Linked DNA regions of Mus musculus: all the other regions are linked to region 2. Evidence: chromatin contacts called from public Hi-C, HiChIP or PLAC-seq and capture Hi-C data. All regions are on one chromosome and are shown on one strand. The core of a region is the stretch at or near the end of the contact, and the rest is flanking DNA. Distances in the headings are between cores, read along the strand shown. Region 1 has its middle 45 kb from the start of Gm39831. Region 2 holds the start of Baz2b (bromodomain adjacent to zinc finger domain, 2B). Region 3 holds the start of Tanc1 (tetratricopeptide repeat, ankyrin repeat and coiled-coil containing 1). Region 4 has its middle 13 kb from the start of Gm39831.

What was found. Hi-C and Micro-C count contacts between places; a contact is called where the count stands out from the background. HiChIP or PLAC-seq counts read pairs in DNA pulled down with a chosen protein or histone mark. Capture Hi-C pulls out chosen DNA fragments and counts their contacts.
Region 1: a contact with region 2 is called in an H3K4me3 HiChIP or PLAC-seq map of embryonic limb bud, with 3 times the contacts expected there. The contact joins the enhancer-like site here to the promoter of Baz2b in region 2. A contact is called at or near these places in 1 of 39 promoter capture datasets (embryonic stem cells), 4 of 484 Hi-C or Micro-C datasets (cerebral cortex, cortical neurons, embryonic stem cells and 1 more) and 16 of 115 datasets of contacts at active chromatin or transcription factors (the 230-238 cell line, the NIH/3T3 cell line, the SCID.adh cell line and 9 more).
Region 3: a contact with region 2 is called in a capture Hi-C map of embryonic stem cells, with 3 times the contacts expected there. The contact joins the promoter of Tanc1 here to the promoter of Baz2b in region 2. A contact is called at or near these places in 2 of 39 promoter capture datasets (the C10 cell line and liver), 6 of 484 Hi-C or Micro-C datasets (cardiomyocytes, embryonic fibroblasts, embryonic stem cells and 2 more), 9 of 115 datasets of contacts at active chromatin or transcription factors (the 230-238 cell line, astrocytes, cardiomyocytes and 3 more) and 1 of 9 other capture datasets (embryonic stem cells).
Region 4: a Hi-C map of uterus shows a contact between it and region 2, with 5 times the contacts expected there. The contact joins the enhancer-like site here to the promoter of Baz2b in region 2. A contact is called at or near these places in 7 of 484 Hi-C or Micro-C datasets (the N1E-115 cell line, cerebellum, cerebral cortex and 2 more) and 10 of 115 datasets of contacts at active chromatin or transcription factors (the 230-238 cell line, astrocytes, craniofacial prominence and 6 more).

What each region holds. Positions count from the first base shown.
Region 1 is chr2:59,555,748-59,558,447 of GRCm38.p6, forward strand. No RefSeq gene overlaps it. Among named protein-coding and RNA genes, the nearest start is that of Gm39831, 45 kb to the left of the region's middle. Within about 2 kb of position 1,299, at least 1 of the 459 cell types and tissues checked has an H3K27ac peak or open chromatin away from gene starts, as enhancers often do. A contact at or near this core is called in embryonic limb bud, where this site is marked.
Region 2 is chr2:60,124,457-60,127,156 of GRCm38.p6, forward strand. It overlaps Baz2b (bromodomain adjacent to zinc finger domain, 2B), which reads right to left and starts at 1,284. Exons shown (of 36, transcript NM_001001182.3): 1 at 1,007-1,284.
Region 3 is chr2:59,610,611-59,613,310 of GRCm38.p6, forward strand. It overlaps Tanc1 (tetratricopeptide repeat, ankyrin repeat and coiled-coil containing 1), which reads left to right and starts at 1,432. Exons shown (of 27, transcript NM_198294.3): 1 at 1,432-1,586.
Region 4 is chr2:59,524,113-59,526,812 of GRCm38.p6, forward strand. No RefSeq gene overlaps it. Among named protein-coding and RNA genes, the nearest start is that of Gm39831, 13 kb to the left of the region's middle. Within about 2 kb of position 1,334, at least 11 of the 459 cell types and tissues checked have an H3K27ac peak or open chromatin away from gene starts, as enhancers often do. A contact at or near this core is called in uterus, where this site is marked.

The DNA of each region.
Region 1 (2,700 bases), core at 49-2,548, 570 kb before region 2:
GCACTTGGGAGGCAGAGGCAGGCGGATTTCTGAGTTTGGGGCCAGCCTGGTCTACAGAGTGAGTTCCAGGACAGCCAGGGCTATACAGAGAAACCATGTCTCGAAAAGCCAAAAAAAAGAAAAAGAAAAAGAAAGAAAGAAAGAAAGAAAGAAAGAAAGAGAGAAAGAGAAAAAAAGAAAAAGAAAAAAGAAAAGAAAAAAGAAAAAGAAGAAGAAGAAGAAGAAGAAGAAGAAGAAGAAGAAGAAGAAGAAGAAGAAGAAGAAGAAGAAGAAGAAGAAGAAGAAGAAAAGAAACAGGCTACAGTTTACTTCCTGGTGTCTGAAGATGCCCAAATATCTCCTAAGCCTCGTAGCACACTTAACCCCAGTGATGCAGCAGTTTTAACTAGTCCCTCCATATGGGGTAGGGTCATTTTCATTCAACAAAATAAAAAGTGATAGCAAAAAAAAAATGAAATGTATCTTTTGTTGAGTTTTCTATATATGATTATATCAGTATATAATAAGCCAGGTGGTGGTGGTAATGCACACCTTTAATCCAACCATTTGGGAGGCAGAGGCAGGTGGATCTCTGTAAGTTCGAGGCCAGCCTGGTCCCAGAGTGAGTTCTAGGACAGCCAAGACTACACAGAGAAACCTAGGCCGCTGAGATGATTCAGTGGGTAAAGTCCTTGCAATGTAAGCATGACAGCTTACGTTTCATCCCGGAATTCATGTAAAGGTGGGTAGAGAGAGCAGACTCCACAAAGTTGTCCTCTGAGCTCTGACACACCACAAGTGCAGTGGTACTCACAAACCTGTTCATACAGATAACACACACACACACACACACACACACACACACACACACACACACACACACACAGTTTTTTAAAAATTTAAGAGACAGCTTTGGGGCTGATTAAGCTAGCTCGACGGGTATAGCGCTTGCTGCCAAGCCTGCTGATCTGAGTTTAATCCCTGACCTACCTGGTAAGAGAGAACAGACTCCCAAAGGCTGCCCTCTGTCCTCCAGTTCATGATGAGCACCTCTGCACATGCACACATAAATAAAAAATAAGTGTAATTCATATTTAAAGAGGCTTAGGACACACAGAGAAAGGCTTGCCAGTGTTAAACTCCACACAATGCAACCACATAGGAGCAGAATAAGGAGTCTGTGTTAACAGGACAATTCTATCTCTAGATCACGATGGTGGATGAAATCTCACTGTGACCCAGGTATATACAACTTCACACTCACTCATAACAGGCAGTGAGTGCCTGTTATGCTGGTGAACTCTAGGTGAGATCTGTGGCTTATACCGCTGTTCACTTCCTGGCTTCACTGGGGCACCTGGGGCAGTGTGCTGCGAGCTCTGTATTACTTTCATAACTCTCCGAGTCTATTACTTAAACACCTGTTTAAAGATTACACGCTCTGCAATTCAATATGTTTAATATTCCTAAAAGTCAAAAGTATCGGCTGGTAGGTGTGTAGGGACAGGGCGTGAACACAAAGCAGACCATCTGGTAGAGTGTTAGGGCGACGGAATAATTCTGTGAATAGATTGTGGTTGTGATCATGTGGTTCAATACATGTGTAATTCATCAGGCTGCATATAAACGTGATGTCAATTTTACTATCATTTTAATATTTATAAAATTTTGTCATCTTTTATTTAAAGTGTTGAAGGATTTAGAGTAAGACTTTCATCTAGGTATTGGGACATTGGGTAGATAAATCTGTTTCCTAATCTATGGAATAAGAGTGACATAGCTGATCTAGTGGCAATTCAATCTACTAGCCAAGATCTCACTGCACGTCGACCAGCACTGAGACAATAGCATTACTGCTTTACATCTATGATTTTTTATTTATGAGGTCCATTTGGTTAGATGCCTAGGTAGGTACTAGCAGGTTTGAAGGTCACTGGGGATGGACCCCCTCCCTCATCATCAAAAGCTCGTAAAACCAGGAATAAGAGGGGGTTCAGGTCTTAGCTCTGATCCTAGGTGAAGACATGACATTCTAGTAGCCCTAAAGGTCTTAATAGATAACTTTCTGAACCTTACAAGATCACTATCTAGCCTGGGGCTTCCCAGGAGAGAAGAGAGTTGTACCAGACACATCATGTCCCCTCCTGTAAAGAGTGAGTCCAAATGGGCCTGTTGATCACCTGGGCAGGAACACACCCCTTAAAGAAAGCTGTTGGTTGTACAGACTTCAGACATAGTATAATTCCCAAGCAGGGAATGAAATTTATATGGTAGAGAAGATGGCCGGGCTTCCACAAAGCCCTGGGTTCAAACCTCTGGCACTACGTGAGCTAGGTGTGATGGTGCAAGCGTGTGGACCTAGCATGTCAGAGGTGGATGCAGAAGGGTCAGGAATACAACGTCATCCTCAGCTACACAACAAGTTTGGGGACAGCCTAAGCTATATCAAGCTCTTTTAATGGAGACAGGGAGGGAGTATGGCGTGGTGGTGCACACCTTTAATCGCAGCAAACATAGACAGACACGAGGAGATCTCTGAGTTTGAGGCCAGCCTGATCTACAGAGTGAGTTTCAGGGCACACGGGAATATACAGAGAAAACTTGTCTCAAAAAAAAAAAAAAACCAAAAGAGACAAAGGGGGATGGAGAGGAAGAGGAAGAAAGGGAGAGAGGGAGAGGGGCAGAGTGATGGAGGGATGGAGGGACAGAGAGACAAGGGTA
Region 2 (2,700 bases), core at 34-2,533:
TAACTTTGAGCCTTATCCAGGCACACTTTTTTTCATTTCTATGGCTCCTTTCCCTTCCTTAAAAATTAAAAGAGACAGACAGACTTGGGAATAAAAATTGCCCAAGATGGCGAAACGCTTGTTGTTTAGAGGGCAGGGGGAAAAATGGAGGATATTGTAATATACACAAAGGGATAAATTTCAACAACTCGGCCACGGACTGCAGCTGCTTCTCGCTTCACAAGGAAACAACACACAAAAGATAAACACGGAGGAGAGGGGAAGAGGAGCCAGCCCCCACCCCGCGGGGCCGGCTCCGAGTCCCGGCACACTTCCTAGCCTTTCCCGATCCCAATTCTGGGGTTCGCGGAACTACTTTAGGGGAGGGGAGCGGGGCGTCGCGGGGGAGGGAGGACGCGGAGCCCGAGGACCCGGAGCCCAGCCCGCCAGGCCGCCGCGGCCCCAGGACGCCCGGAGCCCTCCCGGAGCCGAGCCGCCCGGTACCCGCCGCCCGGGGCCGCGGCCCCACCCCCACCCGGCTCCGGAGCCCCAGCGGCCTGGCGCGGTTCGGCGGGAGCGAGGCTGCGGGCCCCGGGCGGAGGCGGGGGCGGCCAGGGCCCGGCGCCTCGGGAGCTGCCCCGCGGGGCGCCGCAGCGGGCCGGGCTGGAGGACGCCGCGAGGCCGGCGGCGAGGGCGGCGGGCACAATGGAGGGACGAGGCCCGCCCGGCCGCTCGCTCGCCCGCCCGCCCGCGCCCGCACTCCCAGCAAAGTTTCCGTTCCGCGGAGCCCGCACCCCCCACACACACACCCCGCCCGGTACCAGGGCCCCGCGCCCCGCGCCCTCCGCCCGGGACTCTAGTCGGGACCCCAGAGCCACCGCTGCGTCGCAGCCGCACAACAAAGAGCCACACCGGGCGGCGCGGGTAAACAGCGGCGGGCGCCTCGGGAGGGCTCCAGCCCGCAGCCGCCGCTCTCCGCCCGGAACCCACCTCGCCCGCACCCCCGCACCCCGGCTCTCAAACTCACCTTCACTTTCGAACTGAGTTGCGGGGGAAGGGATTTTCGCCCTTCCCGGGTGCGGGTTAAGCTTTTCGGAATCCCCACCGCCTCCTTATTTCTCTTCTAATTCCTGCCAGAAAGTCTAGGGAGTTGGAGTGGAGGTGAGATCCGTGATCGCGAAAGCCCTGGCTCCCTCCGTCCCCGTCTTCCGCCGCTCGCTCTCTGATTAGTTCCTATCCAGCAGCAGATTGAAGCAGGAGATGATTCTTCTCAAGGTTTGTTCAGCAGCTTCACTTCTAGGCGAAGGCTTCATGAACCAAGTGACGTCAACCAACAAGGCTTCTCTCTCTCTCCTCTCTCTAACAATGAAAGTTGCTGTTAACAAGGGAAAAAAGAGCGAGAGAATTGTTTATACCATTTCAGTTCCAATAATAAATGACCTATCAGCTCTAAAAGGAGCCAAGGGAGGGGGCTGCTTCTTCATTCCAAGAATACTGTATCTTTGAGTTTGCACCGCTCCTCGTCCCAAGAAAAAGTTAAGAAACTTACATGTTTTGTTTTGCTTTTCGGGGGGCGGGGAGGGGGGGACAGAACTGAATACTTAATTTAAAAAAAAAAAAACTTAAACGGACTGTTAGGGAACACAGATAAGCCATCTCCACCAACTTTTATGTTTGTAAACTAGGAATTGTGTTGGAGTCTACACGCTAAATTAATATGCCAAGAATTTGTGCATGCTAGGGCTTTAAAAAGCAGGGCGCAAGGCGATCTCAAGGTAAACTACTAATGCTTTTCCATGGACGAATTTAAATGCTTGTGATGTTCATGGTGTGAATCAATAATATTCAAATGAATAAACACTAAGTTCTTTTACAGTTATTTGTATAATCTGTAAGCCGTAATCTCATTTTTTTTTCTAGTTTCGGTTAAGAAAAAAAAAAAAGCTAGTTAAACTGTAAGAACTAAACACTTTAAAAGACTAATAGCCCATTACCAACTAAACGTGCTGTGCTCCATCAGAGCCCCAGAATGTCAGCTGGCTGTCTCAATTTTTAACCTTCCACTCCCCAATTCCCTTCAACCAATCAAGTTAAACTAAAGGCAAAGAACACCCCGTTCCCTCCAACAGTGTACCCGCAGTCTCCTAAAAACGAGTTAAAAAAAAAAAAAAAACCCCTTAACCTAGGTACACGTTATTACCCACGAAGACAAAAAGGTCATTTAAAATATATATATATTAAGGTGTTTATTAAGAACACAATAAACTCTTGAAGTTTGTGTAATTACAAATTAGATAATTTAGTTTTCAGAATGAAGACCAAGTAAAAATGTAGTTCTCAGAGAATGATTTGCCCATGTATTATTTTATGCGTGCATATGTGGCTAGATGTATCCTAAAAGATGCTATTGTTTTATGTTTCCTCCTCAGCCACTGGCTGTGATTTTAATTGTGCTGGAGGATCTTCATTAGTATTAACACATGGGGAGATTTCACAAAGCTGCTTCATTAGGAAGGAAAAAAAAGCTGGCAGACTAGGTCTTTTTGCATGCTCTGAGAATGTCAGCCTTACCTCGGTCATTTGTAACATAATAAGTGCAAGTACAATGATTGCGAGGCAGGAGCGTGGGGGAAGGGCGGCGATGCTGCTGTCTAATAGGGGCATCTGAAAAGACGGCTGCTCATTACATAGTAATGTATGCTAAAAATTAGTGAAGATGAT
Region 3 (2,700 bases), core at 182-2,681, 510 kb before region 2:
TGGTTTTTAACAACCAGCATTGGAGGTGGAGGGGGTGTCTGTGACCTTCCTGGCTTACCAGGAGTCCTTACTTGCTTTGAATATTCATGTCATGATTTGCTTGAGTAAAGGCTGGGATATGTTCGCTGCATACTTATAAATATAGTGATAATCAGGTCTTTGACTATACGAGTGAAAAATACCCAACACATTCGAACCATCTTTTATTTATTATGGAGAGATAGATTGAGCAGCCTTTTGCTTCCTGTCACTTTTCACAGGAACTTTAAATGCAAACACCATTCTTGCAGCTATCTTTATATTGGGAAGCTCTATGTGAGGTTGAAGTTTTTATAGGGAAAGTTGTTTAAAACACAGTTGTCTTTAAAGGCAGGTTTGCCACAGCAAAGGTTAGGGGTTGGCAATAAACCCATTTATAGCAACTTCTGTATTCTTCACTCTCCTTACACGGATGGGCGGCCTGTGTGCAATTCCTGTTGGAATTTCTAGTTGATCCTTCTGCAAAGAAAGGGGGCCCAAAGGGCTTTTGGGAATAGAGAGGGCTGAGCCTTCTACATATAAATTGGCTGCCTGGATTCCTGGGAGGTTGTGGAGGACCCAGGTCTCCCAGTTCCCTAGGCCATTTTCAAACTTCTGTTCTATTGGGAATAACAAAACATTTTGGGAACTAGGGAGTTTAATTTACTGCCACCAGCCTACTTAATAATAGCATCTTTGTCTGTTCTTCCTCCAGGACTCCTCCTCCTGACAAGGAAGCTAGCCGCTGGCCAGTGTACTTAGCCCAGACAGTACTGCTAGCCACAGAGTTCGAGGAGGGAGGACTGCCCCTGACTCTGGGCAGTCACTGATCCCCGGAACAACCCCAACTTAACTTTCCAGAAAGAAAAAGGTGCAATGGGCGAGATGCACTTTCCATCTTTCTCAGCTCATTTTGGAACAAGAAAGTGTATTTGTTTGTGTTTAGTTAAGCGAGGGGAAGAAAAGCCAACAAAGCCACCCTAAGGCATCCGCGGAAACTTCAGCTTGGCTAATTGCTCCCATATGTCCTCCTCGGATGCTTTCAGAGAGCAGCGCAGACCGAAGGCCGAGCCACTTTACTGATTCTAAAACGGCTAAAAAAAGGAGGAGAGGGCTAATCACACTTCTGATCCTGTCCCACTGGGGTCCAGGCGAGGCCCCAGGGGAGCAACCTTCTCCCGGAAAGCTTAGCTTCCCGCAGAGGACATGCTGGGTGAGGAGGGGGCGAAGGCGCCGGGAGGAAAGTTGGCGTGCGGCGCCCCAGCGGGTCCCAGAGCCGGGGCAGCTCCGGTCGGGAGGGGCGCGGGAGGCACAGCCCCGGCGGGCGCGCACAGGGAAGGTGCCTTCCGGAACACGCGCAAGGGCGGGGACTCGCGCTGCCAATGAGGTCCCGGTGTGGGCCGAGCGAGGCGCGGGGACGGGCCGGAGCGCTGCCTCCGCGGTGGCAGCTGCGGGAGCCCGGCTCGGGAGCCGCAGGAGCCGCAGCCGCCAAGCGCCCAGCCCTCTGCGCCCTGAGGCTCGGCCCCCGGGGTGGGAACCGCGCCGAAAGCTGGAAACTTTCCTGGCAGGTAACTCTCGCTGCCGGGGCGCCGCTGCCGGCCCCCGGGAGTCCGCAGCGGGCGGGGAAGGAAGGGTCCCGGAGAGCAGCCTGGGAAACGAGAGCCAGGCTGGTGGGAAAGTTTCGGGACGCCCCCTCCTCCGCCGGGCCCAGCGGGAGCTTTCCCGGAATAGGCGCAGGCACGCCGGAGCTCCCGGCCTGGGGCTAGGCGCTGCCGGGGAGTCGGTGCAGGCCGTTTCCTGCGCTCCCGGAGGAACGGGTTGCAGCAGAGCCGGGCTAGGGGGACATTGGGATCACGCGGCGCTCAGGACTTTCCCAGCCGGCCCTTGCCCGCCTCTTCGGTCCCTTGGCTAGACAGGGCCTGGGCTGCGCCGGGCACCTGGGTGGGGGGAGTAGGGGGACGTGCAGGCGGGGCGCCTGGCACCGCGGGGTCTTGAGTGTCGCCGCGCGCGGGTCGCCAAGTTCCCGGGAGAACTTCAGCGGGGGTGGGGGTGGGGTGGGGAATCGTATCGCCCACCGTGAGCTGAAAGTGTGTGATTCGCTCCTGCAGGCTGCGGCTCGCAGATGCAAGCCAATTTCTTTCCCTGGTGGTGTTGGTGATAGGGTGATGATTTGGGATTAGACCTTGAGGATTTTTTTTTTTTCTCTTCCTTTTAGTAGTGCCAGCTAAATGAAGGGTCGTGTCAAGTTTGCGAGTCCCCTTGTCCTTGGGCGACGAGTAGTTACTTTGGAGGCATTATGGGGATTCAGGTTCTTCCTGGAGGACTTTTGGGTGTGTGTGTGTGTGTGGGGGGGGGCCCTTGGGTTCGGCGCGGCCGCTTTCCGGAACGGCTGGCGGGGAAGGAAGCCCTGGGCATTGTGTAGCGTGTTTTCAGTCAGCAAGATCTCTGGACTGGAGTTCCCAAAACTTACTTGACTTATTGTGTAAAGGCTCCCGGAGGAAATGCGGCCATGGCCAGGTAGAAGAAACGCGGTGCCGCGGCCGAGGGAGGAGGACGCCGAGCTGTGACAGTCTTCTTCAGGCTGCCTCGGCTCCGGCTTGGCAGCCCCAGATTCTTGTGCCTGGAGTAGTGGGACCGGTCTGAGTAATACAGCTTCCTGCAGAGTGAACTCAGGGTGGTGAG
Region 4 (2,700 bases), core at 84-2,583, 600 kb before region 2:
GGGTTGGGAGGGAGAGCAGGATCTAAGATCTGGCACAGAGCTGGGCATGGTGTAAAAAGACTGGTTTGAGAGTCCTAGAGATGGACTCTGCGTGGTGGCCTTGCGCTATCGAGATAGAGATGCATGGCCGTATGGAACGAGGAGGGCACAATTTGTTGCTAAGGTCACACAGAATGCAGTGGTCAGAGGACGAGGTGAGGATTGGTCAGTCCGATACCGAAGTTTTGTGTGAAGTCACAGAACCTTTCAGTAGTGGGTATGCAGCATGAAGTATTCCATTTACAGATGGTCTCATAGCCTGATAGTCTTGCTTACACTGAGTTTGTGCTTCTTTCTGGAACAAGTTTGGGGACCAGCTGTGGTTCTGAGTCCTATGTTTCCTCCCTCAGGGTTGTCCAGATGCCGCCATTGCACACCACGCTGCAAGGATGAGGCGGAGTTGGGGATGGGCGTCTTCACCAAGGATTTTAGCTCTCTTAGGCGATACTCAATCAAACAACTTTCTTAGACCATCTTCAGTGAAACAGCTTGCGTGCAGATACTTTTTGGAGGGTGGAAAAGGGTTATATATAAACTTTGGTGAGTAGGGAGGAGTTTTCAGGGCAAACAAAATCACTGGCTGGAATTTAAAGAACTGTCAATGCCTCGTATGGAGAGGCATTCCAGAAATCCCAGGTGATGCCGGGCGGGTGGGTTCTTACCAGGATAGAGGAAGTTGAACTTTCAGGTTTGCCAAGGACTAGGTGACATTGCTTAAGTAGGAGATTGGGACCGGGCTCCCCAGATCAGAAGGAGAGGAGGAACTCCCACTGCAAATGAGAGTCCTCCATTTTGCATGGATCTCAGAAGAACTATCTAGGCATGGTAGAATTCGACCTTAGTAGCCAGGTCTTCTTAATGTACTAAAGTTTTGTAAAATGTGCTGGGAAACACACATTAGCCCTTTCACATCCAACTGCAGCAAAAGTAGGGGGTACCACGTGTACCCCACCATTTCCTGTAGGACATACTATAAGTAAAATTTCTTTCCAAACGTTCATCTGACGAAAGGAGACTAGCTGTGTATGGGAGGTCTTGTTTTCAGAGACGTGTGGACAGACCGGAGCTGCTGGAGAGCCTACACTGGGCTTTCTCACTTGACAGCCAGAATGAGGTTGCAGAGAAAACCTGCATTCAACACAAGTGTCTTTTTTAACTCTCCAGAGAAAATGAAGCCAGAAATGAGTTTTGTTTTGTTTTGTTTTAATTTGTTTTCATTTTCCTTATGCCAAGCTAAGTATTCCTGAGAGAAAACAGAGCTTTTCAGGGAGCTGGTCCCCCCCGCTCCACAGATCTAATTCTGAGTGATGACTGGTTTTCCTACCCAGGATCTGAGAGAATTCATGTTGACTCTTAGTTAATCTTCAGTTTTACAACCAGTTCAGCTGCTTTTTCTCTTTAACGACCTAAGTATCTGCTATAAAATTTTCCTTTCAAATAAATTGGAGGTCTGGCTTTATTCTGTCCTGAAGTTTGCAGCTAAATATTTATGTATGTTCTGCGGGAAGACAAGAGACTGTGGGGCCTGTAGTAGAACTTCTCAGGTAATATTGAAATGGCCGTCGGAGTCCCTGACCTGTGGATGCTGTGATCTGCCCCAGTGAAAGAGGTGTTGGTTATCAATTTCACCCTTTTAATTTTCTCTAGTTTTTACTTTGCTAGTCCAGTTTTTACTTTTGCAAGATCTGAGATGGCATTGGATCATGCAGGTGTTGGTAAGGTGAGAGAAACCCTTGAAAGCCTCCGGTGAATGCACCTGAAGTGGCATCTAATTTTCCACCCAAAGGGGCCACACTCACTACCTGAGAAAACCAGGAATGATGCAGAACTCCTGTCGCTCCTTTGGATTCTTTTCCTGCACGCACTCATTTCTATCATGAAGTCCTGGGCCATGGCTGCAGGTTGCTGAGAGCAGATGAAGAAAATTTCTGGGCCTCCTTCACTGTCTCCTTGGAAACTTCAAATTTAGTTTGCTGTGGCTACAACATTCCTCAGGTCGGGCGGTGGTGGCTCACGCCTTTAATCCCAGCACTTGAGAGACAGAGGCAGGCGGATTTTTGAGTTGGAGGCCAGCCTGGTCTACAGAGTGAGTTCCAGGACAGCCAGGGCTACACAGAGAAACCCTGTCTAGTAAAACAAAAACAAACAAACAAAAACAAAAAACAAAACAAGATTCCTCAGGTAACATGCCGAGACCTGCCAGGCCTCCTGAGAAGGAAGACTTCTACTACACCTCAAACCAGGTGTGTACTTCTAGAACATTCTTAGTACCACACACAGACACACAGACACACACACACACACACACACACACACACATTCTCTCTCTCTCTCTCACTCACACACACACACATCATCATCATCAAAACAAACCTCTCTGACTTCAGCTTCTGACCATGAATGTCCTTTTCTGGACTCTGGCTCTTGCCATCCCTGTAATAAGAATCTCTGTGGCTAACCTTGGCCGACCTGCATAATCAGGTATCCATGCATCTCAGGATCTTAAATCAGTCACATGACAACTACCTTGTGTGAGCTAGTTCATTCAGAGACTTCCAAGACCAAAAACAGAGGTGATTCCGTCAAACATAATCAGACCCTGCCAGGTTTTCTCAGCCTAGCCAATCCTGGAGTTCAGTGCCCCGACCCCAGCAGGTTTAA